Linked DNA regions of Mus musculus: all the other regions are linked to region 2. Evidence: chromatin contacts called from public HiChIP or PLAC-seq and promoter capture Hi-C data. All regions are on one chromosome and are shown on one strand. The core of a region is the stretch at or near the end of the contact, and the rest is flanking DNA. Distances in the headings are between cores, read along the strand shown. Region 1 holds the start of Zbtb8a (zinc finger and BTB domain containing 8a). Region 2 holds the start of Ccdc28b (coiled coil domain containing 28B). Region 3 holds the start of 1700108I11Rik (a long non-coding RNA gene).

Region 1 (4,410 bases), core at 204-2,703, 250 kb before region 2:
ATATATAAAATAGCTTTTTAAAAGAGGAGTTTTAAAACTTATATTAACGTCTTTGAATATTAAAAAGTATATAATTGTGCCAAAAATTTGCCTAGTGCATCCCAGCCCTCCCGAGGTGGAGGTAAGATCAAATTTTCAAGTCTAGCCTGAGTCCGCTTTAAAACAAAGAATAAATAGGTAAATAAAAGTGCGATTTAAGTGATAAAATCAGCGAAGGTTTTGGTACTTTGGAGACTGTTCCGGGACGCTGCAAGAACAGGGCGCCTTGGGGGGCTGCCACGTCTCAGCTCCCTGCCTAGGGATGAGACTCCCTAACCATTAGCGTTTTATTTTTCCCCCTTTCCCCTTTGCTAGGTAGAATAAACAGCCGGAACCCGTAGCCGTCTCATAAGAAATTAAGTGCAATATTTCGTCAAAGTGAAACCACTCCATTTACTAAAGTTCTGCAAATAGAAAGACTTCTAGGTGTTGGCGGCGTGTGTGGTTGGGTGCCCGCTAGGTGTGAATCCTATTCCAAACACGTCTCGCAAAGACGTGGATTACGAATAACCGCACGGTCAAGGGCGAGTAAGCGCGCCAGAGCGCGAAGGGACTAAAGCCGACAGTGTCTCCAGGTGGGAGATGCCAGGGACATTCTGCCGCGGGGCCAGCTGGGGCTCCATATTTCTGCCCTCGGTTCTAAGCCCAGAACTGTCGCGTCGTGATGGAAAACCAGAGAGTGGAGGGCGGAGTGAGACCGCCGGGCTGCAGCGCCCCGCGCCCCGCGCCCGACGTCTGCAGACACGCCCGGCCCCGTGGCGCCGCCTCGCCGCCGCGGCCGTCAGGAGGCTCGGGCGCCTTCCCGCCTTTCCCCGGGCCGGGCCAAGGCTGGCGGCGGGGCGGGCGCGGGCGGCGACGGTGCAGCCATTGTCCCGCAGCCGCGCCCGGGGCCGCCGCCGCCGCCCGCGTCTCCTTTGTGGCCGTCGCCGACCCTCGGAGCCGCCGCTCTGCGCCCCCGGCTGCAAATGGCGCCGGGTGCCCCCTGCGTCGCCCGGCGCACCGGCTGGGGTTGCAGTCCCGGGGCGCACCCCGGCGGCTCCGCCGCCCTCCGCCAGGCTCTGGGCCCGGCCCGCAGCCCCGACGCCCGGGCCGCCCTCCTCCCGCCCGCGCCCGTGCAGCCACTTACCGCGGGGCTCTAGCCGCTCGCTCGCTCGCTCGCTCGCGCGCGCGCGCGCTGCGGAGCGATTCCCGGTTCCGGGTAGGGGAAGCAGCCCCTTTCCGAAGCCGAGGCTTTGCGCCCTAAAACAAGTAGCCCCAACGTGGGAGAAACAAAAGGTATTTGCTGACGTGGGCGTTGGACAGAAACGCCCGAGGGCTGAGGACACAATTAAAGGGGCAACGCACAGATTTCAGGCACCAACCAGCAGCTTCGCCCACTCCCCCTGTCCGTGCCCACGCCCGACTGCACCCTCCGCAGGCACTAGGGCGCCCAGGTTCCCCAGCAGTTGATTGGGGATCATTCTTTTAGTCGGGAGCTTAAATTTTAAAATTGTACTTTACGTTGGGAAAGGCGCCTCCGGAGGGCAGAAGGGCTGGATTTCTAATATGTGGAGATATTGGTTCAAGGAGAGAGGGAGGGACTTAGGCGTGCCCACAAATACTGTATACATGTGACATTATTGTACTTAAGTTTAGCGACGTAAAATGGGAGAGAGTTCCACAAAATCGCCCTTTGACGAAGCACTTAATTTCAGTTATAGCCTTTTAGAAACCTCTGTAGGTCCCCATCAAGCCCTTTGAAGAGGCAAGCCCGGAGGGGCTGAGATTAAGAGGCCGTGATTCTTTATATAAAACTAGTACAAAACAGTGTTTCGTGTTTTCAAATATAAAAATTGGTCGTAAAATCAAGTTTCTCTTCTGACGTGACCCTAATATTTATGGCACACAAATATCAGGTGATACATTTCCTAAAATAGTAAACCGCTGAATTTTCATACTGCTTAAATTCCACAAACTAAATTAGTTTTCTACTTCTTCACGCTGATTGTCAAGTAATGCGGAATGGGGGAGAAGATTCAAAGTCTCAAAGCATGCGTTTAATATTTTGAGGCGTTCCTCTCCCAAGCCTCAGTCAAGCCCATCAGGGTCCTATTTCTCCGATCTCCTCACTAAGTAACTATGTATTCGAACATCATTCTCTCTGAGAATACAATACAGTCATTTCTGAATGAAAAAAAAAAAAAAAGGAGAAATAAAAAGGAAAGGGACATGCCTGGTCCTAGGTATAGTGGAGGAGAAAGTTTATTATAGATATGTGGGAGAGCACAGCCAGAGGCAGGAACATCTGGGAGAGTACAGAGTGAACTGAGCTGTGCCCTGTGATGTGGGGTGGGGGAGGGAGGAGAGAGAGCAGCAGAACCAAGTACAGCAGGAGACCCAAATTACAAAGAGGGTAGGGAGCCAAAATGGTTGGATTATATAGGGAAGAATAGCTCAGCCCCCTGGACTGGAGGATTCAAGCTAGGGGGCCGGATATGCCAGCCTAGAGGACCCTGTAACAGGTATTGGACTGAGGGATGCTGGGAGAACCTGGTGGCCAGGTCAGCTTTGACATGTTAACTAGGCACCCCAGCTATTTGTCCCAGGTTTGACACCTAACAGTTTCTTAATGTCACACCTGTTTACCCCAGGGGTGCTCTGTGATTAAGATTCGTTTCCTGGACTTTTGAGGTAATGGGAGATAATGGAAGGAAAGGTAGACCAGTGCTTATTTGAAAATCACTAGGACAGGGCTGGTGAGATGGCTCAGCGGTTAAGAGCACTGACTGCTCTTCCAAAGGTCCCGAGTTCGAATCCCAGCAACCACATGGTGGCTCACAACCATCCATAATGAGATCTGACGCCCTCTTCTAGTGTGTCTGAAGACAACTACAGTGTACTTACATATAATAAATAAATCTTTTTTTAAAAAAAGAAAGAAAATCATTAGGACACCAGGTGTTGTGGCACATGCATGTAATGCCAGAACTCAGGAGGCTCTGAGTTCGAGACCACCCTGGTCTACATAGTTCCAGGACAGGCAGAGCTACATAGGAGACCCTGTCTGGGGGACACACACACACACAGAGAGCAGGCAGGTCTCTCTGTGCTGTTCTCTTTCAGCCAGGATTAAGCTCAAAACAACTAAGCCAACCAGGAGGATCCCTTTCCCGGTGGAGGCCCGGTGTGCAGGAGCCTTTTGCCTACACAGTTGTCTAAAGGGAAGTTGGAAACAATTCTTTAGCAGCTATTCTTGTCTGCTCCCAACCTAGGCCCCGGACAGGTGTGCAGGATGCCTTTGGGAAGCCCCTGGGCACAGTGGCCAGGGTTTACTTTGGCCAGGTCACCCTGTCCCTCTACGCCAAGCTTTCAGATAAGGGCCATGTGACTGAGGCTCTACAGGGAGCCAAGTTCAAGTTCCTGGCCACCAGAAGATCCATATCTCAAGGAAGTGGAGCTTCCCCAAATGTAATGCTGATGAATTTGAAGACGTGGTAGCTGAGAAGTGCCTTATCCCTGTTGGCTGTAGGGTCAAATGTATCCTCACTTGTGGTCCCCTGGACAAGTGGCAGGCCCTGTACTCCTGAGGGCTTCCACTGTGCTCTCCTATACCCCACCGAATCATACACAGTAGTAAATCTCAACAGTTTGGGGGGGAAAAGGTTTGGGGTTTTTTGTTGTTGTTGTTGTTGTTTGATTGGTTGGTTGGCTGGTTTTGGTTTTTTTCGAGACAGAGTTTCTCTGTGTAGCCCTGGCTGTCCTGGAACTCACTTTGTAGACCAGCCTGGCCTTGAACTCAGAAATCCACCTGCCTCTGCCTCCCAAGTGCTGGGATTAAAGGCGTGCACCAACATGCCCAGCTAAGGTTTGTTTTTGGAACAGGGTTTTACCCGCCTCTTCCTGCTGTCTTGGAACTTCTGAGTTCAGCCTATCCTGGTGTTTCAACCACCCAAGGAGCTGGGGAGGGAGGTGTGTGCCCCTAGGCCTAGCCAGAGGTTTTATTTTAGTGTTAGTGAATTAAAACTGTCAACAGAGCTAGGCATGGTGGAAGACCGGGCATTCTAAGCTAGCCTGGGCTAAACGCCACCTGGCCCTTTCCTCAAAAATAGATGAACAAACACAGAACAAGTTCGATAACCGTGTTCCAGAAGGGAACATAAGGCTGGCCATGAACTGGATTGCAAGGAAGAAGAAATGGAGTTTCTTTTATCTTCACCCTGCTAACTTCAGTAGCTCCCACGCTATTCAGCCACCCCCTCTTCCAGTACTTCTTTGGTCTTTCTCGCTGTTGTAGATCGTTGTTTTTCATTCTTAAAATTCTCCCTAGTTCATATTCTTACAGAGGAGAATTCATTCCAAGTTTTAAGTTTGTTTTTTTTTTTTAAATTTTAT
Region 2 (4,889 bases), core at 1,010-3,509:
AGCCCTGAGCTCCGGATAAAATCTACTATGGCCATGCCAGTACATGCTGGCCAGGCAGATGGTATGGAGCCCCACAGAGGACACTGGTTTTATTTAGAACAATGGGGAAAAGAACACATTGTATTTATGGGAACAAACCTGGACCTAGGGTAGGATCCAAATTATCTTTTGTTTTGTTATTTTTGAGACAAGGTCTAACTATTCAGCCTTGACTTGGCGGGAACTCACTGTGTAGTCCAAGCTGTTCTCAGAGAGATGCACCAGCCTCTGCCACCCAATGCTAGGATTAAAGGCATGTGCCACCGCACCTGGCCACCAAAATTCTTAACATTGGTTTTGTTTTGTTTTTGTTGAGGTAGGGTCTCTTCTAACCCAGGCTAACTTCAAACTCTCTATGTAGCCAATGATCTGTGAACTCCTGATCCTGCACCTCTGCCACCCAAGGGCTGGGATGATGGCCCTGCACTACCACTTGCAGCCAGACTTCCATTATTTAAAAAGAACTGAGCAGAGAACTTAAATGGGCGAGGGAGAAAGCACAGTGGGAGAGCACTTGCCCAGTATCAGTATCTTGAGGTCAATCTCCCAGCGTGGTGACCAAAATACAATGAATTTAAAAGGAAGGAATCGTCCTCCCTGGTGTTTATCCCTACACTCCTGGGGCCCTTCCATCAGTGTCTTGGTTCTCATGGCATTCTCAGTCTTGATTATCACCTCCCCTCATCAGTGTCTAGCAGCTTCCTCTCACAGTCACACTCACTCACTCCCTCCTCAGAGCTAGAGCCAGTGGTCTCTATGTACCTGAGGACACGTCGGGTCTACATCCCCAGTGAATGGGTAAGGCATTGGCTGCTGTTCAGCAGCGATGTCGATGTCTGCAGGTCCTCCTTACACAGTGCTCGGCTCACACCTGGGAGTCTCCAGTCTGGCCAAGAGCCCCTCCCTACTCACCTCTTGAACTTGGCTCGCTGCTTGGGTGATGGCAAATGAGGGAGTCCCAGAGCCAAGGAGCCACTGTGGCTGGTGGGCACAGGGACTCTGCGCAGTGTGCCTGGGGCCTGTGCTGGTTGGGTCAGGCAGGGCTTAGGACTCCGTTTCTTCTTTTTGTCTTCCATTGGGTGGTGTGTTGGACCTCAGGTCTGGGAAGGAAGGGGGCAAAATCATCCCTTCACTCAGCACCCTCTTTCGTCTGAGAGGAAGGGTCTTCAGATGTATCTTTGTCCATCAGTCAGGAGCTCTGTCCTCTTGTCTGTACAGGGTCATATGCCAGCCTGCTGCTGGACTGTAGCTATGCATCTGAAGGACCTCCCAAGGCCAGCAAAGCCCTTTTCTTCCTGACAGCCCCATCTGCCTGCTGGAGAGGGCTGGCCCAGACCAGGGTCATCTTGCTGTTTTCCTGTCACTACAGCCCAGAGCCTGGGGCTGTAGAGGAAGATGCTCAGGAGACAGGGTGGATGTGACTAGGGGAGCAAGCTGAGGATCAGGAGGCCATTTGCTAGGCAACGGTCTGTATATGGCAGCGGATACTGACTAACTGCATGAGGTGCAACCAAGGTAAGGCAGGGACACCTGGAAATACCCTGGTGTCAATCATATGGACCAGGAATAGCCGGCTCATCACTGGCCTCTCTTCCACTTCACTTCAACTACACATGCCAGGGCTGCCCAGAAGTTCCCAGGACAGCTTCTAGTCTCTTCTTTTTCTAGTTAGAAAGTCTTTAGGGGCTAGACCTCCAACAATGTAACTCTGACTTGATTAGCTTAGCTTGACTCCCCTACAGCCCCATCACCTAGGTATCTGGTCTGCTGAGGTCCTCTCCAGGGGAGGTCTCAGCTCCCTCACTTTACTTCCGAGAGGGCGATGGTCAAATCGGAACATTAAGCGTTTAAGCTGGCATGGAACAGCTGGGTGGCATCAGTGGGGCTCGGGGGTGGGGTGGGGGGTGGTGGTGGTGGGAGACAGAACTCTTTTTCTCTCCATGTAGCAGCAGTGTGACCCAGTAAGAGACCTGATGGAAGCGGCAGCCAGAGCGACTGTGATCCGCCTGAGATGTGCCTAAGGAAAGATTCAGTTCTCAATTCGGGCTTCAAAAAACAAGCATCAGGTGCGGCACCCCGCCCCCATCCTCCTCACTCCCTTCTCGCCCCCTTGGGGTTCTACTGACCTGGAAGTTTGGGGTCTGGAGTGTGAAACAGTGCTTCTTTGCAATCTCCCTTCACCCTGCTTTCTCTCTCCTCAGGGGAACTGGAGCTGGAGGGAGCTAAGCTGGCTGGAGATGATTTGCATTTAAAGAGAAAGTAGCCCTCTTTGGATTCCCTGGGAGCGGAGCCGGAGGAGAGTACTTCCGTCGATTTAACAGTTCCCCTTCCCTACCTCCCACAAGAACTAAAGGAGCACTGTTAGTTACGGGATATGGATTTAAAATCATTTCCTTTTCTTGTCACGTTTGGAGGGGATCCCTTACAAAATGGTGGTGGCTTTGTTTGCAGCAGGGGTGGTAGGGAAATGATGGGGCTAAATGAATGTGTGGGCAGAGGCAATATATAAGTATACGGGAAAATGAGGGGCGGACACCAGAAGGAACAAAGACAATCAGTACCCAGCACCCTGTTAAGCCTTTTATGTACATTCAATCCTGAGACATAACTGTTATCCCGATTTTACGGAAAATAATCAATTGTCACTCATTCCTGGGCACGGTCGCTGTCCTGTGACATCCAGATACTCCTAGCCTGTAAGCGCTGAAGAACTGACAGGGCCTCTCCCCACCTCCGAACCAGAGCAAATAGGATCCCAAGCAGGCTGGCAGGAGGTGGGGCGTGAGAGCTCCGGAAGGAGGCTGGCCCAGAACTGTTGGCGGTTGTGCTGCTGGAGGAGGGAGGTCCCACCAATGAGGCTATTTGAAGATCTGGCAGAGGAGTCTGGTTCAGATCTCCAGAACAGCATCCGATGCCACAGGAGAGGGTGTCAGGCTGCCCAGCAGGCTCAAATTAAAGCGACCTAGGCAACAAAGCATCCATCTTCCCTTTTCCTTTAGCAACAACAGTAGGTTTCCCTGGCTGTGGGCACCCAGAGGTGTTGCTTCTGGGATCTTTTCCAGGTGCTGTTAACATGCAAACTGCTCTAGGAAGCAACTCTAATCCAAGACTTCTAAACAACCAAGAACCGGAGGGAGGGGAGCACGCTGGAAGGTCCCTTTCCTCTCAGAATTGCTGCTGGAGCAGGGTGCCAGCTTCGTTCATCAAAGTGACAGTGGGCCCAGGAGCACCCGGGGTTGCCACCTTCAGCTGCTTCCCTGAGGAGCCAGAAGCTTTTGCGGAGCCACTTGCGCTTGCAAGCTCCTGATGCGGAGGCAGGAAAGGAATCCTCTCCACCCCTACTGGAGGACTTTTAGAATCAATTTGTCTACCGCTTCTGGCTAGAAGGAATCAAGGGACAGCCCCTATAAAGCTGAGCAGTTCCATCTTTTCTGCCCAACCAACCCAGAGACCTGGTGCTGGCTGAGGCCACCTACAGTGTCCCTTAGAGGAAACCAGCTGAATTAGGGAACTACTAAGGCCGCGCGCATGCGCATTTCCCCAGGAGGGCGAGAGCACAGACCCAGTAGCTTCCTACCCCTTACTCAGCTGTGTGAACACCTTCCTTCAATAGGTCCTCAAGGCCCTCTGGGTCTGCTCTGAACTCCTAAGGAACACCTAAACACAAACCTCATCTCTCCCCTCACCCTCCTGGGCACCTGTCTCACTAGTCTGCTTCTGCCTTTGGGTTAAAGGCATGTTCTCCCACACTAGGTTCAACTGAGTATTGGATGAGGTCATGACTTGTCTGTCCTTCTCAGGACTTCTGCTTTAAAGCTTTGTTTCCTCTCAGTAGCTACGTTTTTTTTTAAAAATTACATGTATTATATGAGCACCAGTGCATGAGTGGCGGTGGGTGTCAAGCTGTATATATGGAGAACAAAAGGCAACTTGAAGGAGCAGATCCTCTCTAGCATCTGGGGAGCCACCCCTCCTCCTCACGCCCTTTTTGAGACAGGGTCTCACTACAGCAAACTGGAACACTACATGTGCATCAGGCTGACCTCAGAGTGCTGGGAACAAGGGCACCCCACCTGGAGAGCCTCAGCCCCGCCCCTTGAGATAGGGTTTCTGCTCATATAAGCCTAGCTGATATTGCCCAAGGCAGCCTTGAACTCATAGCAACCATGCCTCAGCCTTTCCATGCTGGGATTGCAGCTGTACACACCTTATTGAAATGTCTAACATTTTTTACTTATGTCCTTTGATTTTTTTTTTTTCTATGCCAAGAGCAAACACAGCTAAAGAATCTGTCATGGTCCTCAACTTGTGGCCAGGAGGATGTGGGACGATGACCGGCCACTGCCACTCTGCAGATCCAGAAAGATCCAATAATTCGATTGGCTGAGATACAGGTAAGGCAACAGGACTATTTAATGTAAAATTCATCAATAGCAAGTCCCTGGCTGCTGCCAATTCCAACGCAAACTGGGAACGGGAAAGGGTACAAAAAAAAAAGCTGTCAGCACAACTTCAAACAAGTATGGGTGGCAAAGGAAAGCAGTCATGGGGACAGAGGCAGCCCTCCTACCCGAGGCTGGTCAAGGGCAGTCAGATGCCTGGTGGTCCACACATGCTACTAAGGTGGAGGGGGGCTGGAGCAGTTCTCTGCAGGCTGCAGCCCCTCTGTGGACACCTGGGCAGTTCCACTGGCCTCTGGGTTAGCGCTCTGGAGGACTAACATGATGGGGACTAGGAAGCGTTAAATAACCATCTTTACAGAAACATTCTTACAGAAAGTGCCTAAGCTCCGACCATGGTCCAAAAAAGCCTCATGGAAAACAACGACAAAAAGTGGGGCTGACATGGCA
Region 3 (4,446 bases), core at 1,083-3,582, 230 kb after region 2:
CCCTCTTTTCCCTAGTGTTAGGGGCTTGGAAGGTAGAGTTGGGGGTGGAGGGAGAAGGGTGATAATGAAAGGAATCCACCAGGCAGTGGTGGCGCATGCCTTTAATCCCAGCACTTGGGAGGCAGAGGCAGGTACATTTCTGAGTTTGAGGCCAGCCAGGGCTACAAAGAGAAACCTGTCTCGAAAAACCAAAAAAAAAAAAAAAAAAAAAACCAAAACAAAAACCATAAAGTAGCCAAAAGTCTGGCTACAGATAGAGACTGGGTGTGATGCTAGCCTAAGTACTTTGGTCCTGTCTAGGTTAGACAGGACCAGGGAGTTCAAAGCTACCCTGGGCTTTATGGCAAGAGCCAGTCCATCTTGGTGAGCAGTTACAACGGACAGCTTTGTGCTGTGCTACTTAGGCGCCGTGGGTCACATTGCTTGGTTTTAACCTTGTGCCTTGCATTAGCCCTCTTAACTTCTGTGGTTGGTTATGATCATTACTCTTGGCTCTAAATGGCATGCTTTGTCTTTTCACTCTGGCTGAACTTGGTTTTGGTTCAGCTCCTCTGATATTGTGTATCTGACCATGCCGATGCATCTAAAGTTTCATGGCCTTGTGTCAACCTTAGTGCTCTTTCCAACTTGCCACATCTGCCTCATTTAGCTCTTTTTCTTTGGGGGTTCTTACTTCTTTAATGCCTTCCTTACTTTAGTTCTAATTGGTTTTTAAACCCAGAAACAAGGAACCTGGAAAACAGCTCAGCGGGTAAAAAGGCTGAGCTCATCCCTGGAGCCCGTGCTTGAGAGAGAGAGCTGGATGCTACGGATAGTTGTCATCCCAGCACTCCTGAGGAGAGAGAGCGAGCAGAGCCAGCTTGTGATAGTGCTGGATGGTCTCAACAATGACAGCTGAAAGCTGTCCTCTCACTGTCACAGTGTGCCCTGGCCAGTGTGTCCCAGCGCTCACACCAAAGCTTTGAAAGAAGCTTGCCAGGTTACACCTTACCCAGCCATCTCTGGTGGGCACGCAATGCCACTGTCTTAGTTACTACTACCAACATACCCAGTGTAAAGGGTCCCATTCTATAGTATTTCTAAGATTTAGAAAAGAAAAATTTGATGTGTGTGTGCCACATGTGTGCAGGTATCCATGGAAACCAAGAGACAGAATTGGATCCCCTGGAACTACTGCTGAAGAAACGTGGGCCCTCTGCAGAACCTGCAAAAGCACTCACACCGCCAACCAACTCTCCAGCCACCTCCCTTTTATTTTTTTAATTTTAAGGCAAGCATTTCCATCTTCTTAAATCTCATCCCTTATTTGATTAAAGGTTCAAATTTAAGTGCCTTTTTCTGATACCCTTTTCATTAACTTTTCTACATAATTCCCACCAACTTATAAACATACTATTTATTGCATGATAAGAGTCAGAGCTGAGGCTGGCAAGATGGCTCAGTGGTTAAGAGCGCCGACTGCTCTTTCGAAGGTCCAGAGTTCAAATCTCAGCAACCACGTGGTGGCTCACAACTATCCGTAACGAAATCTGATGCCCTCTTTTGGAGTGTCTGAAGACAGCTACAGTGTACTTACATATAATAAATCTTTAAAAAAAAAAAGCTGGAGTTGGTGGTATAAACCTTTAATCTTGGCATTATTTGGATAGCAGAGGTCGGAAGATCACTTGAGTTTAAGACCACCCTGGTCTGTGAAGTGAGTTCCAAGGTAGCCATGGCTTTGTAGAGAGAACCTGTCTTTATTTGGTTTGAGGAGTTGGCAAGATGGCCACCATGCCTGAGTTTGATCCTTGGAGCCTGTGCTGTAACACACAAGTGTGTACACATACAAAAGACAAATCGTTTTGATTTCACATCTACCTTGTTCTGACACAGAAACACACCCTGTACTGGGAATTGAACACTACAGTTAAATTTCTCTTTAATTTACAGTAAAACTAAACTTACATTCTCCTTTGAGTCTGTTCCAGCATAGATTGTTTTGTGGTTTGGGTTTTTTATTTTTGAAACAGGGTCTCTATAGGCTGGTCTATAACTTCTTATGTAGACCAGACGTCTTATTTGGGATTTTTATCCTCCGGCCCCTTTTAAGTGCTGGATTTCAGGCATGCACTGCCCTCTCTGTCTCCCAGTGAGAATTTTTATTTCATTGGGATTACTCCTATAAAGACCACCAGAAGTTCTGTTGCACTTAGTTTAGTGGTGGGTTCTCCTAGTGTTGGATTTGTCTACCTGGTGGGATTGATGCCACTGAAGTCTTCATTGAGCTGGGCAGTTGTGCTGCATGCCTTTCATCCCAGCACCCAGAAGACACAGGCAGGCAGCAGATCTCTTCGAGTTTGAGAACAGCCTGGTTTACAACAGCCAGGGCCTCAACACAGAAACAAACAAGCATTGTGACTTAATAATGGTTCCTCAGATGCGTGCAGCTAAAGTTCCTGGGCCTGACATGATGAGTGGGCTTCATGTGAATAGCAGTGCTGAAATAGGCATTTCCTAGGTGAACTGGCAGACTGATGGAAGTTCTTCAGAGAGCCTTTCCTGGGTTTAATGTTGCTGGCTTCGCAGATGGATGAAGGGCGGGCCCCCAAGCTAGCACTGTAGGTAGTATGGGGGACCCACAGAAGGCAAGGAAAGATTCCCCACAGCCAAGAAGGAACAGGTGCCGCAACACCTGGGTCTTATCTCCATGTGGATCTAAGGCACTACGGCCTGGGAACATCTGCCCTGGTGATAATATTGGGATTACAGGTGTGTGCCAGCACACTTTGCCCCCCCCCCCCCAATGTGGTCTCCCTCTGTAGCTTGCTCTACTTTGTAGGCAAGGCTAGCCTTGAACTCACAGAGATCCACCTGTTTCTGCCTCCCGAATGTTAGGATTAATGGTGTGTGCCATCACATCTGGCTTTAAACCTTAATTTTTAAAATTACATTTAATTTGTGTATGTGTTTGTGGGTACCCCACAGCATTTGTGTGGAGGTTAGAGAACAGCTTGCAGGAATTGGTTCCTCCACTTTTGAGTCCCAGGAAGTGAGGTTGGATTGTAGGCTGATGCCAAGCCACTCTATCTGCTGAACCATCTTGCCAGCTTTTTATTTTTTATTTTTATTATACATAAGTTACACTGTAGTTGACTTCAGATGCACCAGAAGAGGGCATCAGATCTCTTTATGGGTGGTTGCTAGCATTCGAACTCAGGACCTTCAGAAGAGTGCTCTTACCCGCTGAGTCATCTCACCAGCCCATCTTGGCAGCTCTTAAGTTTTCCTTTTTTTTTTTTTCTAGTTACGTAACCAAAAGAAAACAAAAACCTAGGTTGGCCTAGGACTCCCAGTGGTCCTGTCTCTCCACACCCAGCTGTGGGGCTCATGGTGGCACACACTTGTAGCTAGCATTTGGATGGCTGAGGCAGGAGGACCTAGGCTACATAGGGAGTCCATGTATCAAAACCCCAAGGGATTAAACACAGCTTGTTGAGTGCTGTGACAACCTCCTGTGAGTGAGTGCGGTGTGCCTGCTACGTGTTTACCCACTATCCTAGCCACTGAGGATACCAGGGGAGGGAACATGACAAACTGGCAAGAAATTATTAAGGGGTAGGAGAAGAACATTTCTTTTCAGTTAAACATCAGTGCAATAAGAGAACGTGAGGAAGAGCATAGGAATTAGTGATTAATACAGTCAGACGGAATGGCCATGAGACCGAGGAAGATGAAGGAACCCGCTATATGCTGAGATATATGAAGATGGTACCAGTATTTCCCAAGGAGTTTGTGTAAACTTGAAAAACTGCTTGGTGTGGGTTGGCACAGCAGTGCAGATCCTGAATATGGTAAGGAAGGCAAGCAAATTTAGTGAGGTTGGGAAGGTAGGTTGGTGATGCTAAGGCAGGGATCTCAGTAAATGGGCAGTGTACTCTCACAGGGACAGCCTTAGCCATGTGCTTTGTTCAAGAGATCAATGTCTCAGCACCAGCAATATCTTGTTTCGTCTTTGAGACAAGGTCTTACATCTAGCCCAGGCTGGCTTTGAACTGGCTAAGAATAGTTGAGGATGACCTTGAATCCCTGATCTTCCTGCCACCGCCTCCTGAGTGCTGGGGGTGGTGGTGACACGTTTGTACCACTAGTTTTTGAGACAGGATTATGCCTACTTTGGCCTGGAATTCCCACCACCTGCCTCAGCCTCCAGAGTGCTGGGATCACAGCATCAGAATGACACCCAGCCCACACAAGTCATCTGAGTCAGAGCCTCTAACTGTAGATTGCCGCTTTCTGCAGAGCAGAGGCACGGAAGGTCAGTCAGTGATCAGCCGTTGCAAGATCAGGTCTTTGTGCAAAAGGTTATGTAAGAGTCCTCTTGAGTTAGAGGCTGTGTGTTTAAAGGGTGACTGACTCGTACTGTGCATGTGGGATGTGTCATCCGAGTGGAGGAGAATGAACAAG

Evidence for each region. HiChIP or PLAC-seq counts read pairs in DNA pulled down with a chosen protein or histone mark. Capture Hi-C pulls out chosen DNA fragments and counts their contacts.
Region 1: a contact with region 2 is called in a promoter capture Hi-C map of liver. The contact joins the promoter of Zbtb8a here to the promoter of Ccdc28b in region 2. A contact is called at or near these places in 8 of 39 promoter capture datasets (cranial neural crest, embryonic stem cells, hematopoietic stem and progenitor cells and 4 more), 1 of 484 Hi-C or Micro-C datasets (CD4 T cells), 5 of 115 datasets of contacts at active chromatin or transcription factors (bone marrow-derived dendritic cells, bone marrow-derived macrophages, effector CD8 T cells and 2 more) and 3 of 9 other capture datasets (adipose tissue, liver and pancreatic islet).
Region 3: an H3K4me3 HiChIP or PLAC-seq map of bone marrow-derived macrophages shows a contact between it and region 2, with 4 times the contacts expected there. The contact joins the promoter of 1700108I11Rik here to the promoter of Ccdc28b in region 2. A contact is called at or near these places in 2 of 115 datasets of contacts at active chromatin or transcription factors (bone marrow-derived macrophages and effector CD8 T cells) and 1 of 9 other capture datasets (liver).

Annotation. Positions count from the first base shown.
Region 1 is chr4:129,376,575-129,380,984 of GRCm38.p6, forward strand. It overlaps Zbtb8a (zinc finger and BTB domain containing 8a), which reads right to left and starts at 1,454. Exons shown (of 5, transcript NM_028603.4): 1 at 1,166-1,454.
Region 2 is chr4:129,621,649-129,626,537 of GRCm38.p6, forward strand. It overlaps Ccdc28b (coiled coil domain containing 28B), which reads right to left and starts at 2,260. Exons shown (of 6, transcript NM_025455.2): 1 at 2,166-2,260; 2 at 952-1,139. The coding sequence starts at 1,115. It overlaps Gm34305 (a long non-coding RNA gene), which reads left to right and starts at 1,138. Exons shown (of 4, transcript XR_376684.4): 1 at 1,138-1,554; 2 at 1,986-2,105; 3 at 2,241-4,433. It overlaps Txlna (taxilin alpha), which reads right to left. Exons shown (of 11, transcript NM_001199695.1): 11 at 4,429-4,889.
Region 3 is chr4:129,850,899-129,855,344 of GRCm38.p6, forward strand. 1700108I11Rik (a long non-coding RNA gene) reads right to left here and starts at 2,333. Exons shown (of 2, transcript XR_868199.3): 1 at 2,233-2,333; 2 at 1,605-1,802.